4 separate regions of the Mus musculus genome follow, and regions 2, 3 and 4 are each linked to region 1. Evidence: chromatin contacts called from public Hi-C data. All regions are on one chromosome and are shown on one strand. Each heading gives the region's core, a stretch centred on a gene start, on an enhancer-like site or on the middle of the called end of the contact. The rest is flanking DNA. Distances are from core to core; before and after follow the strand shown.

Region 1 (3,276 bases), core at 306-2,805:
TCTGAGAAAGTCAGGAGTTCTAGTCCCCAAAGTCTGTCTTGAGCCTGTTAACTGGGACCCAGGTCTAGGCTTGTCGCTGTAGCTAGAACCCATGAAGTCTGTGGATCATGGCTGTACATGGGTTCTCCTGAAGATAAACTTGAAGCCTATGCTGCTAACACCATAAAGCTGTTGATGCTTCATTTCAGACCCCACCCTACCCCCCAAGCTCCACCAGGGGTCAGACTCCCTGAGCACCCTCTATAGACTCTGCTGCCAGTTTGAGTCCTCTCATTTATTTTAGGACATTCATTTCCTATCTTCCCATCAAATGTCCTGAGCTCATACCTTCAGGGCACACTGCCACAGATTAGAAGAGAGATCTTTCTATGGATTTCCAGACATGTCAGTCTCTCCCAACTCCACATCCCACCCAGTATCTACCTCACTCCTGCCTCTCTACCTATACACTCTTGCATTTCAGACAAATTTCCAAGGTAAGATGGGTCCAAGGCCCCATCTGGCATGCCTTCTGCTGCCCTCTGGCACCCACTAACTATTTCATTGTCCCCCTCCCCACTTTCTCCCACAGGGCACCCTGCAGAAATTTGTGGACGACTTGTTTGAGACCTTGTTCAGCACTGTGCACCGGGGTAGTGCTCTCCCCCTAGCCATCAAGTACATGTTTGATTTCCTGGATGAGCAGGCAGACAGACACAGTATCCACGACACAGATGTGCGGCACACCTGGAAAAGCAACTGGTAACCCTGGGGGAGCTCAATGGGAATGCCACCTGAGGAGGTCCAGCATTTTGGGGGTTGGAGACCAGCAGAAGCTAGAGATGAGAAGTAGAGATGGGGGCTAGGTTATCTGGCTCCTGGAACACATCACGCACACATACACACTACACACACACACACAGACACTGCAGAGTCAACATCATCCCCAAGGCTGCCTGCTACAAGTGGGCCTTGCCTAGCCTGAGCTATGCATATCATTTTGAGTTCTGCCTCACCATTGTGACCCTTCCTTTGGTAAAACTGTTCCCTATGATGTAGAATCTTCTAGTTATCAAGAGGAAGAAACTAAGGAACATAAACAAAGCTGTATATAAAACCTACATGCAATAGATGACTGTGAGCATCCACTTAGCTTTGCAGTCTATCACTGTTAAACCTTCTGAGAGATGTGCTTCTGAGCTGGGACCCTTGGTAAAGATGGCCAGCTCTGGGGATGAAGCTGGTACTTGCTAGACTTGACAAACCCACAAGTATGAGATTGCATTGCAGACTTGCTCTCTTAAAGCCAAGTTTTAACCCCAGCATCATAGCTTTCAGGAAGCAACAGAAAGAATGATTTTTGTTCAGGTCTCTTCTACATCCAGAATAGTGGTGGGAGAAGCAGCTTCTGATAGTGCCTAGGATGAAGCTTTTCCCTCCCAGGTTTTAAGACTGGACTACAGACCATGCTAAGGACCAGCTTATAGACCAGACAAGACAGCCAAGAGCCAGAGTCAAAAGGCTTTCTCTAGGACTGAGCACAAAGGAGAGAAACATTTGGATTGGGCAGGAAGCCCACACAGCTGTCTGGAGTCAGCAATCCCCAGAAAACAGAGCTGACACAGATGGGTTCAGGCTGTCATTTGGAAATCAAAAGTCCTAGCAACCAGCAAAATACTTTGAGAGAGCCAATGGGGCCTTGGAATAGACTTTCATTCTTTTGATGTTGTGGGCCTCCTCATCTGCAATTTTTGGTCACAGTGGAGTGATATGGTTCAGTGGCAGTAGATGAAGAATACTCAGTAAGCCCCTACCAAAACAGATCCATGGTGTCTCCTCAGCTTTGCAGGATGTTGAGCCCAGTACTGGGACTAGCTGTTTGGTTAAAATCAGGAGAAAGTTAAAGGTTGTTTGCTTCTCTGTGCCTTCTGGCTAGACTCAAGCAACAGCAATGCACCCCCTCCCCACTGTGATAGTGTGATAAAGTCATGTGGCTTACACTTCACATAACAAATGTCCAAGGAAAAGAGCTTAGACATGTCCAGCCAGCTCTGTCAGAGAAGGACAAGACAGAAGAGCTGTGCCAAAGCTGGCTGAGGCAGCTCCTCCTAGGTTTCAAGGAAGGGTTGCAAGTTGGAGGGCAAGCAAAATTTACAACAGGAGACTTGGGAGGGGATAAACACTGACATTTACAATACCTATCATTAAAAACACACTTGGAAAATTCCAAGTTGGTGAAGTCAGCAGAATTCAAAGAAAGAATAGCAAGAGCTAAGGGCACTATCTTGGGCTAGGAGGGCAAGCCCGTGACAGGGTTCATGCCACACAGGTATTAGAAGAGTCAAGGCTGGAGGGCAGCCAGAGAAGGCAGACTTCAGAAAGAGGCAAAACAGTAGCTACAGAAACTGTTTTGAAGGCAAGCAATGGGCTTAATCCCTCCTGGAATTGGGAACATTGAAGGCTATTCCTCTGCCTTTAGATTCCAGAGTCTCAGAAGCAGTCTATCTTTAGGGAAAAACTCAGAGCCACAGTGGGCTATTCTCTCTTGGAATACCAGCAACAGGTCCCTCACTTCCCTCTGCCATGCTGAGACACAAAAAGCCCTGGAGGAGACCCCTGAAAGAAATTACTCCATGAGGAACCTGTCCTCTGACTCAGTACTGAGAACTGTCTCAATGGCAGACTGGCTCCAGAGGGTAGTGTCCCCACTGAGGCAGTACTTAGGACTGACTGACCATTTCATCCTTTTATACAATGGCTGTGACCTCTGTGAGAGACTCTAAGAGCCTGATGGGTTTGTCTGAAACCTTGAGGACATTGTGCTGTTTTCTGTAGTTGACCTTCCCCTTGGGCACTGAGGCCTCTGGAAAAGCCTATCAAGAAGGGGCAAAGCCCAGACACACCCAACCCTCAGCTGTTAGGGAGCAGAGCAAATAAATGCCTTGGTATAAGAAGATCAAAACCACTCTGCTTTCTCCTGCATCTGGGAACATCATAAGATGAGCAACTAGCTCCTGTTGGACCAGTTTCTGAATTCATTCTCTTCTCTTTTAGAATGGAATATCTGCTCTACCATTCAGCAGTAAGGGGAAAGTATTGGGAAGGGGCAATGTCAAAGTGCATTCTTCAGGGTACTCTGCCTTTTCCTACAGCCTTCCACTTCGTTTCTGGGTGAATGTCATCAAGAACCCTCAATTTGTATTTGACATCCACAAGGGCAGCATCACAGATGCCTGCCTCTCTGTGGTAGCCCAGACCTTTATGGACTCCTGTTCCACATCAGAGCACCGACTAGGC
Region 2 (3,276 bases), core at 315-2,814, 1.4 Mb before region 1:
CCCATCCAAAACTAGGAGAGAAAACAGAGAACACGCTCTCTCTAGATTTCCTGAAGGCTGCAGCTCTGTGAGCTCCTAGATCCCACGGCAGCTCTAACTTCCCTCCACCCTGTAGGGTGTGAAAACTCAACTTGGGTGGGTGTAGCAAGGAAACAGAGTCAGCTGGCAGGTCTGTTACACCCTGGAAGGAAAGCATGGAGACTCGCTCCTGCCCTCTCCAGCCAGGGCTATTGCTGGTGGTGTGGAATCGTCTTCACTCCTCCTGTTTTTTTGTTCTCCATCTGGAAACCCCCTCCCCCATGAGCTGTGTGCAGAATGCAGTGTGTCAGAATTCATCACGGGGCCAGCTGTTGCTGTATGTTTTGCGAAGCACAATTCCCACTTTGGGTCTGCCTGACAGCACACTTGTAAGAAAGCAAAGCTCCGTTTTGTGGTTTTGTGCTTTTAACTACCTAGAGACATGTTCATAAGAGCTGATTTGGCCACAGTTCCGTGGGACTATGCCTTTAGGAATGCCAAGCCCACTCCTAAGCTGGCTGGAGACCCTTCACAGTCTAGAGTGACTGCCTGGAGCCGGCAATAATTCCCAGACATTTCTCTCAGCAGAATCCCAGTGGTAGAGGTGCCTTTGAGATAGCAACAGAAGAGCTGAGTGGAATGTGGGGATGGGGTGGAGTACGGGCTGACTGTGTATCTTTGATAGCGTTTTTAAACACAATAGCCAGCACTAAGCTCCACCTGCTTTAGGGTTTCTATTACTTGGGAGGAAAGTGTTTATGTCAGCTTATTGTTTCACATCACAGTTCATCCCTGAGGAAGCCAGGGCAGGAATACCGGAGGCAGGATCTCAGACGGAGGCTGTCTGCTTTCTTTCAGCCAGGACCACCAGCCCAGGGGTGGCCCCACCCACAATGGGCTGGACTTTCCCACGTCAATCATTAGCTAAGACAGCGCGTCACAAGCTTGCCCACAGGCCGCTTTTATGGAGGCATTTTCTCAACTGAGGTTCCCTCTGTTTAGGTGGTCCTAGCTTGTGTCCGGTTGACAAAAACACAAACAAACAAACAGCTGGCACAAATGAAAACTAGATTTCGAGGAGATTGGACTTTCACAAGAAAACCTGGAAATGGGGAGGCTGAGTACCAAGGAAAAAGCGACACCGGAAGCCAATGGTTGACTCCCTGAGGTGCGCTAACAAGGACCATGAGTTATTCTGTGTTTGGATTAGCAGACCCCTCCTGATGAGATGAGAAGCTCTCAGAGGTCTCAAGGAAGGGATGGCTAGCCTGGATGGCAGTTCAGGTTCCGAGTGCAGGACCAGAGCCCTCTGCTGGCCATCTAGAGCTCAGCCAGTGACCTGTTTTTGGACTTCCACTCATTCCAGCAACAAGGGCAAAATACAAGCCCAAGGCCCAGGAACAGGTCCTCTCCCCACATTTATGTTTCCCAATTCCACTTTTCAGTTTAAAAAAATATATTATTGTTGGGTGGGCTTGAGCCACTGATGAGATAGTTTTTACTTGCATTTTCTTTGCAGTTACAGAAGGCTGCCACTGTGGGGCAGGGTACTCCCCGCTTGTGTCTTTGTCTTTCTCTGTGTCTGTATATTCTTTCTCTCCCCCCACCCGTCTGTGAGTGTGAACATGAGAAAGTGTGTGTGCACGTGTGTGAGAGAGTGTATGGGAACATGTGAGAGAGACGGGGTGGGAGACAGAGACAGAGAGAGAGAGAGAGAGAGAGAGAGAGAGAGAGAAAGAGAGGAGGGGTTCACCCTTATGTCTCCTCTCCAGGCAGAGTGAAAGAGAGGTTAGATTTGGGGGAGGATGCCCAGTTTGCAGCGTATCCCCAGGTAGAATCCCCAGGGAAGGGAAAGAGAAAAGGGGGGAGGAAAGGGAGAATGAGAAGGCTCCAGGGCCATCATTTACAGGTGACCTGTGTGACCAGGGAGGCAACTCCTTGGGAAAATTCAAGAAATGTTTTGTGCTCTCTACTTATTGTCTGGTAAATTGCTAGGAATATTATACTTTTGTGGAGAAGGTGACCAGACAATACCTGGAGGGGTCTTCAGCCATTGTTAGGGCGTCAGCAAGACTGTCTCATATGAACTGGATCTCCCTTTAAACAATGACCTGAGTGCAGACACCTTCTCTGTGGAACTGTTCATAATTGCAATATTTGGGTTTATCTAGAAGGTAGACCTGCCTCCTTTGAAAAATTAGAAGTAATTTCACAGGAATGGAACTGGGCAGTGGCCAAAATCATGGTGCTCTCTAGTGCCAGAGGCTGGGTTACAACCCTGTCTCTCTCACTCACTGACTCTGTGATCCAAGCAAGCGACATCTGTGCTGTGCCTTGGTTTCCTCACTTATAAAAGGGTCACCAAGACGGCTCAGCAGAGAAAGGTGCTTGCAGTGCAAACTTGGCAATCCCTGAGACCCGTGTAGAGGTAGAAGGAGAGGACTGATCCCCTAAAGTCCTCTGACTGCCACACGTGACCTTTCCTACCATATACTCAATAGCGATCATGAAATTAAAATGGAGCTGTAAATGGCACTTACCATACAAGGTTGTTTTGAAAGTTAAAACAATACTGAGCACTATTATTAGAAAAGAATAAGCAATAGCTGTCACCTGTAAACATCACCATCATCATCATCACCACCACCACCATCATCACCATCAGAAAATCATCATCATCACCTTAATCATCGCCCTCATCATCTTAACCATCATCATCACTACCATGACTCTCACCATGATCACCATCACGACCACCATCACTACCATTATCATCGACATGAGGCTATGAATCTTTGTGAGAAAACAGATATGAAGAAGTGTGGTGAACAGCCTGTGTCCACCACTGTCCACTTCATCCCTCCCATCAGCACTGAGGGCTCCCACCTGGAGGGTGGACAGTATTGTGCTCATCACTGTGGGCAGGGGATTGCGGTTTGGTGTGACTTCTGCTGGAGACATTAAATATCCCCATAGGATTGGTCACAGGATAGCTAGAAGCCGCCACTGTGAGGAGCCCGACATCTGTTGGCTCGGATTCTCTGGTGTCTGTGTGGAGCAGAGTTACACTGCTGAGGTCGAGTCAGAAGTCAAATTTTCTACAAATACCTCACAAGTTTTTGATCCATCTCAAGTTTGAGAGTGAAAGAGACAGACAGATTGGCAGGGAGTCCTCTTGTCTCAGGTGCCCTATTAAGAGACCTGCATGCACGCAGGCCGGTACTGTTTAAAGCCCGGTGTTCTTCTATACTTCTTCCC
Region 3 (3,276 bases), core at 208-2,707, 1.2 Mb before region 1:
ACACCTCCATTGACTTACTTCCTCCAGTGAATCCCTACTTTCTAAAGTTGCCAGAGCCTCCCCAGATAGCATCAGCAGTTGGGATTTAAGCATTCGACACACAAGCCTGTGGAATCCAGTTAAACCATAATCGCTTTGGGAGATACCAGTGCTGACCTGTGGCAGAGAGGTGGGGTCCTTACTCAAGTATGGCCTTACACGCTCGCTCGCCCTGACTTTAGCCACAACCTTTCTGTTTGGTATGCTGTGCTACTGAGAAAATGTAAACTGCCTCAGCAAGTTCAGACGGGAGCATGGAACCAATGTGAAAGCTTTGCAAGGAGAAAGAGCTTGGCGAGAAGCTGGGCTGTTCACAAAGGCACTGCCAAGTCTGTGCCACACCATCCCAGAATCCCTGTCTGAAAGGGAATCACAGGGACTTGGAGTAAAACATGGTCGCAAATGCTCAATAGAAGAAATAGAGTCCTGGCCAGAGTAGAGAAAAAATAAAATCAAATGCTAAAGGGGAGTACCATAGATGGGGGATAACGGAAGTCCAGTTGGCAGGGTAGTGTCTTCTGTATCCTAAATCAACAGATTTCCTGACTACAAGGTACAGAACAGAAGAACTAGTCTCCAACTAGCAAGGCAACCAAACATATTTGCCTCTTAAGCCAGAGAGCAGGGGACAGTCTAAGCACCCTCTGGGATTTCTCCCAGCATGGACTTGGCTATTCTTTTCTCATATGTAGCTACTTCTCTATCCTGATTTTCTCTAGTAGGAGGGATGGAACTACTGTCCCCAACCCCATGCATATCAGTGGGAAAAGCAGGGACTTGGTTCTCTGGTAGTATCTCTGCCTAGGTGTGTGGTACAAGGGGCACTAGAGTTTACTGTGCACTTAACACTCACTAGCTGTACCTTCCTCTTTTCATCTCCAGGAGGGACCCAGGGGATAAGGGCACAGGGATCAGTGTTAGATCCTTGTGACTAATGGCTGTAGGAGACCAAGAATCTTTTCAGAGCAAGGCTCTAGATAGCCTGCTTGACTGGGAGGTTTCATTTTGTTATTTAAAAATGAAATCTTGGTTCTAAGGCCCTGACTTGTCTGTGACTTTTCAAAAATAAATTAAGAATATGGAAGTTCCTAGGGGACTAACACTTGGGGCTCACTGATGGCCAAAGGGAACAGACTCTAACCTTTGATTGATTTTTTCTTCTTCCGTGCTTATTCTGCTTTGCCTTCCTTCAAAAGGGCACTGAGCCCAGAGTCTAGGAGTTTGCCACGTGGTGCTTCTTAGGAAAATGCTAACGAGCCTTCTTTCCCACAGACATCACAAGCTGGTCTGGGTTCTGGGAAAGCTTCACGCAGGGCTATGCAAATGTGGAAGGATGGTGCCAGTCTCACAGAGCAGGGGTGGCCCACCAAGCCCTTAGCGCCTGCAGCTGCATTCTAAACACTAGGTGGCAGCACGGAACTTCCTAAGCTTCCAGAAGAGGCGAAGCTCAAACTGAGCAATTTCCCCTTAAGAAGGGCACGCACAGAACCATGCAAAATGGGAGCAGTAATTCTGGGACGTGGCTAATCTCTGTAAGTCACACGATTGCAGATACAAGTGACAGCTGCAATAGGGGTGATGTTCTCTCATTCGCCGTGTCACCAGGATGCTATTTCGAATCTTCTTGAGATTAGAAAAAGGATTACAATTGCCCCCAGAGCCTTGCTATGTAATTTTTATCAGCCTTGATCTCTGAGTTCCCCCAGGCTGTGTGTGTGTGTGTGTGTGTGTGTGTATTCACAAACATGTTTCTATTGTCTGTATTAGCACAAGGAATAGGCTCATGGTGTGATGTAAGGTTCTTATAAATGATGTGAGTTTGCCATTAGGTCTGTATTTCCAGACTGGTTCCTTACTTCAAGACTCTTGGCTTCTCAGTTGTTTTCATTCCCTTGGATTTTGTGGCATAACATCAATTTCATAGCTATGCAGTCAGTGCAGAGCAGAGTCACAGAACAACAACAACAACAACAACAACAACAGAACAACAGCAACAACAAAAAAGATTCTCCATCTTTATTTTAATGCTCTGTGCTATTGCTGTTTTAAAACATTTAGTGTTCTTTGAACAAGGGGTCTTGTATTTTATATAAAGTTGACATATCCTCCCTAAAGTTCTGGAGATGAATGAAACACATAAGTTTCAAAAAACTCCTGAAACTTAACAAGATTCATGGGTCCCATCTCAAAGTTATATAAATGCAACCACCTCCAAGTTGAACTTGGGGCTCCATTGGTGTATCTTTTATAAGTTGGACATCTGTTGAGGTGGGCTTTGGGGGATACAGCTGCCTTTTGGCCCAAGTGCTCCTGAAAGTTACCTCAGTGAACACACTGGTTCATTAGGTCAGACTTCAGTGGGACTATCGTCAGTACCCTGTCAGAGGGTGAATAGATGTTTGCTCACATCTCCCCAGAAAAATGCACACAACACTTTTCCACTGTGTCTGGGCTCCACACATCACACAGTTAGCCCTATTGCAAAGAAGCATAGCCAGAGGTAAATTCTAATTAAAATCTTGACTAATCTCTTTTCTCAGCTTAGAATAAAGCTATACAAAGTGTGAGCTTTTGGTCAGATGGGTTTGTGCTGCTTGTGGAATGTTCTTGGTGTTCTTCCTGGGGCCTCCTCCTCATTGGGAGAGCAAAGGTGTCCCCATATTATGGAGTACAGTGACTGTTAAATGTCCAGCACTTTGGAGATACTCAGCAATGCTGCTTGTCTATGTATCCATCACTCCTGGACATTAGCACCAAGTCTCAGGTGGATGCAGTTGGAGTTAAATCTTGGTTACATTTAAGAGTGAAGCAGCATTAGGGCTAATTCTATATTCCAATTTGCTGTGTGTTTAAAGAGTTCCTTTGTTTTTTAGACAAGGTATTGCTATGTTGTACAAGTTAGTTTGGAACACTCTATGTAGCCCAGGCTGGCCCGGAACTCATCATTCTGCCTCAGCCTGCTAATTCTGGGATTACAGACTTGTGTTGGGTACACTTGGCCCTTGAAAGCAGCTCACTATGCCTAGGTCTGTGTTTAGAGCAAGAGACGCATGCATGCCCATGGAGTTCTAATTTCTGTACCTCAGGTTATCTGCCTGTGTAGAACTCCTTACATGTTCTAGAACCTCAAAAGGGAGCCTCTGATGGAGATGCCCCTTCCAGACATCTCTAATTAGCTTGATATACTGTACTGTTGTAAAACCTTCTCTTCCAAAGGCCCACGGAAACCTGGCAAAC
Region 4 (3,276 bases), core at 310-2,809, 1.1 Mb before region 1:
CGGAGAAATCACAGAGTGGTTGTAAGCATCTCCCCCTTCATATCTGATTAGTTAGAGGTATGGGCACTCCACGGAGCTGCTTGTGGTATCCCAAGTGGGAAGGATACAAAGCCACAGGGCAGATCTGAAGTGGCGCTCATTCCCTATACAATGGCATGTACACTAACTCTTTGGAATTGATCTCTAGGTTGCAATGGGTTAGTAGCTAGTGTCCAGATAATTAAAAAGCTGATTGGCTTGGGAAACCAAACCAAACCAAACCAAACCAAACCAAAACACCCTGTTGATTTATATCATACATATTATGAGCAAAAGGAACATACCATTGGAAACAACCAAAACAGCCTGATGCAAGTATGGATTTGTTTAAATATTTAAAATCCTCCTAAGCTGTCCTGACAAAGCATAGCTCTTGCTCCAATGGGAGTAAGAGACAGTTTATTCTGAACCAAACACATTGATTGTGATGATGGACCAAGAACACGGGGTCCTGATTTCCAAATGGCTTGCTTTGTGGTGGGAGAGATTGCACAAACTTTATATAATCACAGAACCAGAAGAAGCCTGAAGTTACAAGGTTTACAAGCTCATGGTGAGGGTGCCAGGCAGGCCGGTGACAGCTGGGCAGTCTCTTCTCTAGGCTTCTTGTTGTCTCTAGGCTTGGTGAAAGATAGAGGTCTGCTAAGTCCTACATTCCAAGTGTCTACCTAGTCATCAAAGAGATGGGCAGATACAGAGGCTCGTAGTGGCTGTGAAGGAGACTGAGGACAGCCCAAGGCGACTCCATCTCTCCAGTGTCACACAGCTTTGACAGTAGACAGCATGTCTGCAGATGCGGCAGCTTTAAAGAACTTCAGCTCATAAACTCAGACATTCCAGCTGTGTATTAGCAAATCCAAAGACCCTGGTAAGAACTAGCATTTACTACCTCCAGGTAGAGTTCAAATTCTCATATGACTCTGTCAGATCACAGAGATTATTGTGATCTTTTGATCCTTGGGAAAATGGAGTATCTGGGGGTGGCAGGGTGAGAAAATAGTGATGTAAACAATACAGCCTCCTCTACATGTCTTTTTTCCCTCATCTATCCTCTTTCTCTGTCCCTCCCCCTCTGTTCTCCCCCTATGTACTCCCCTGTACTCTCCCTCTGTCCTCCCCCTCTGTCATCCCCTATTTCTCTTTTCCCAGCCTAACCTCTCTGCATCCCTCTTTGTCCTTACTTCTGTCCTCTCCCCTGCTCCCCCATCCTCCCCCTTCTGTCCTCCCCATCTGTCTTCTCCCAGTCTAACTTCTCTGTCCTCCCCTTCTGTCCTCCCTCTCTGTCCTCCCCTATCTGTCTTTTCCCAGCCTAACCTCTCTGTCCTTCTCTGCCTCCCTCTTTGTCCTCTCCCTCTGTCAACTCCTTGTTCCCTCTGCTCCCCTGCTCTGTCCTCCCCTTTTGTAGTCTCCCCTCTGTCCTCCTCCTTCTATCCTTCATGGCCCATTCTCTTTTCCTCTGTGCTCCCACCCCAATCCCAGCTGTCTCTTCTCACTCTACTCACGGACTTTGCCTCTCACCAATCACTGACGATCAGCACTTTAGAGAACTTTAAAACCACTTCACTCAATTGCTCAATTGTAAGAGAGAGGGCTTTACTGGCCCCCTTTCATTGGCTGTATTAAAATCATGAAAGAAAAGGCAAAGCAAAATCAAAACTGAAACCAAAACTCACACCTACACACACACACACACACACACACACACACACACACACACAAACACACACACACACTATGGAACACTCTGCTTCTGCTTCCATGCTGCCTAGCAGCATCTCAGTGGTACCCAGGAGGAAGGAAGAGTAATCAAGGACATAGGTGAGAGACAAGGGAATATGGCTGGCATTGCCTGGAGCCGTGGGTAAGAAAGGAACACCAGCACGGGGTTATGGGCCAGACTGTTGTTCACAGGCCACCCGTCCATCTCCTGAGGAGTACAGAACACAGATAGCCATGTTTTGTAGAACATCAAGCCAAGATGCTCCTGGACAGGTCTTGTTTTTCTCTTGCATGTGGCCTGAGAAAACCAGTTTACTTGTTGGGCCAAAGATCAGTAAAACCCCAGTGGTTTTAAGCTCCATTTTAAATTGATGAGGAGCAAGAGAAGAGTGGTGCGGGCTGTGGCCATAGATGGCCGTGGAGCCCAGTTCTTGCCAATCCTGCAGGCTGCTGGCCTGCAGCTGCTTCTGGAATCCTGGAGCATTTGAGAAATGCCCAGGGCTGTGGGAATGTTCCTGTGTGAGCCACTTTCTCATGGTGTTTGTTCTTTCCAGAATTCACTGGCAGGGATGGGGGCCTCGGAGCTGAGGCTACCCCATCCGCAGAACGAGGTCCCAGCACACCTCCCTGTGGCTTTAAGCAACACTGTTTCTCTGCTGGGTCTCTGCCCTTCAGGAGGTGAACTTGTGGTGCCTGTGGGCAGCTTGCTTTTTTGCTTCCCATTAGAGCGAAAACATTTATCTGGCCAAATGAAGCCACTCTATACTATTCAAAAAGCAAATGTCCTTTAGCTATTCTTGTCTGATGTTTGTCTTCCTGTGTATTCTCTCTTATCTGGGGACTTTGTGGATTTTCTAAAAAAATCAATATAAGAGGCTAAAAGGAAGTTAGCAAGCGCTACCTATAAAAGCTACATGGAAAAGGGAGAGAGAGGGAGGGAAAGGAGAAGCCATCCATTTCAGTGAACATCTGTGTGCCTAGCCACGTGTTAGGTGTTACAGCAAGACAGAAAAGTAAAGGCCATCCAACCACTATGTCCCTTGTACGTGTTTCAGTATGGAAGACAGCAAAGAGGCTGAAAGCTTGGATGATGATCAGAGCACATGGTGAAGTGTCAACTCTTCACCTCCCTGCCCCCCATAATTGAAGTAAGTTCTACATTCTGGGCCCCAAATTTTGTTTTTAAGAACTGGGGTAAGAATACATTTCTTCCTCAACAAAGTAAGGTGAAGTTGCAGGCACTTTCTAGAATAACCTCCACAACAAACCCAAAGCAGCTAAATGATTATGCATATGGATGCTTCAGAGGAACAAACACGGTGCATAGGATAAACTAACAAAAAAAATACCCTGTTCCCCATGTGGCTACAGAATCCCTACCATTTAATAACAGAGTCATAGTTTATCTGAGTAGCTCAACTCCATATAAAACTGCTGAGGATATGAATTTGGACTTCACATCCAAAAAGAAAGAAATGTAAATGTCTCCCTTGCACACAGGAAAAGGCAACCAACAAG

The links. Hi-C and Micro-C count contacts between places; a contact is called where the count stands out from the background.
Region 2: a contact with region 1 is called in a Hi-C map of uterus, with 2.7 times the contacts expected there. The contact joins two enhancer-like sites. A contact is called at or near these places in 7 of 39 promoter capture datasets (the 3T3-L1 cell line, 3T3-L1-derived adipocytes, cranial neural crest and 3 more), 1 of 15 datasets of contacts at CTCF or cohesin (embryonic stem cells), 19 of 484 Hi-C or Micro-C datasets (the HL-1 cell line, the HPC-7 cell line, adipose-derived mesenchymal stem cells and 12 more) and 1 of 115 datasets of contacts at active chromatin or transcription factors (astrocytes).
Region 3: a Hi-C map of muscle stem cells shows a contact between it and region 1, with 2.9 times the contacts expected there. The contact joins two enhancer-like sites. A contact is called at or near these places in 4 of 39 promoter capture datasets (cranial neural crest, hippocampal neurons, liver and 1 more), 7 of 484 Hi-C or Micro-C datasets (the G1E-ER4 cell line, adipose-derived mesenchymal stem cells, cerebellar granule neurons and 4 more) and 1 of 115 datasets of contacts at active chromatin or transcription factors (embryonic stem cells).
Region 4: a contact with region 1 is called in a Hi-C map of muscle stem cells, with 2.0 times the contacts expected there. The contact joins two enhancer-like sites. A contact is called at or near these places in 2 of 39 promoter capture datasets (cranial neural crest and hippocampal neurons), 25 of 484 Hi-C or Micro-C datasets (the N1E-115 cell line, adipose-derived mesenchymal stem cells, brain and 16 more), 1 of 115 datasets of contacts at active chromatin or transcription factors (astrocytes) and 1 of 9 other capture datasets (embryonic stem cells).

Annotation. Positions count from the first base shown.
Region 1 is chr1:194,806,931-194,810,206 of GRCm38.p6, forward strand. It overlaps Plxna2 (plexin A2), which reads left to right. Exons shown (of 32, transcript NM_008882.2): 29 at 572-741; 30 at 3,132-3,276. Among named protein-coding and RNA genes, the nearest start is that of Mir3962, 13 kb to the right of the region's middle. Within about 2 kb of position 1,556, at least 29 of the 459 cell types and tissues checked have an H3K27ac peak or open chromatin away from gene starts, as enhancers often do. A contact at or near this core is called in muscle stem cells and uterus, where this site is marked.
Region 2 is chr1:193,381,692-193,384,967 of GRCm38.p6, forward strand. No RefSeq gene overlaps it. Among named protein-coding and RNA genes, the nearest start is that of Camk1g, 13 kb to the left of the region's middle. Within about 2 kb of position 1,565, at least 101 of the 459 cell types and tissues checked have an H3K27ac peak or open chromatin away from gene starts, as enhancers often do. A contact at or near this core is called in uterus, where this site is marked.
Region 3 is chr1:193,574,739-193,578,014 of GRCm38.p6, forward strand. No RefSeq gene overlaps it. Among named protein-coding and RNA genes, the nearest start is that of Mir205hg, 66 kb to the left of the region's middle. Within about 2 kb of position 1,458, at least 45 of the 459 cell types and tissues checked have an H3K27ac peak or open chromatin away from gene starts, as enhancers often do. A contact at or near this core is called in muscle stem cells, where this site is marked.
Region 4 is chr1:193,705,567-193,708,842 of GRCm38.p6, forward strand. All of the region lies in intron 3 of Gm31870 (a long non-coding RNA gene), which reads left to right. Among named protein-coding and RNA genes, the nearest start is that of Gm31870, 52 kb to the left of the region's middle. Within about 2 kb of position 1,560, at least 3 of the 459 cell types and tissues checked have an H3K27ac peak or open chromatin away from gene starts, as enhancers often do. A contact at or near this core is called in muscle stem cells, where this site is marked.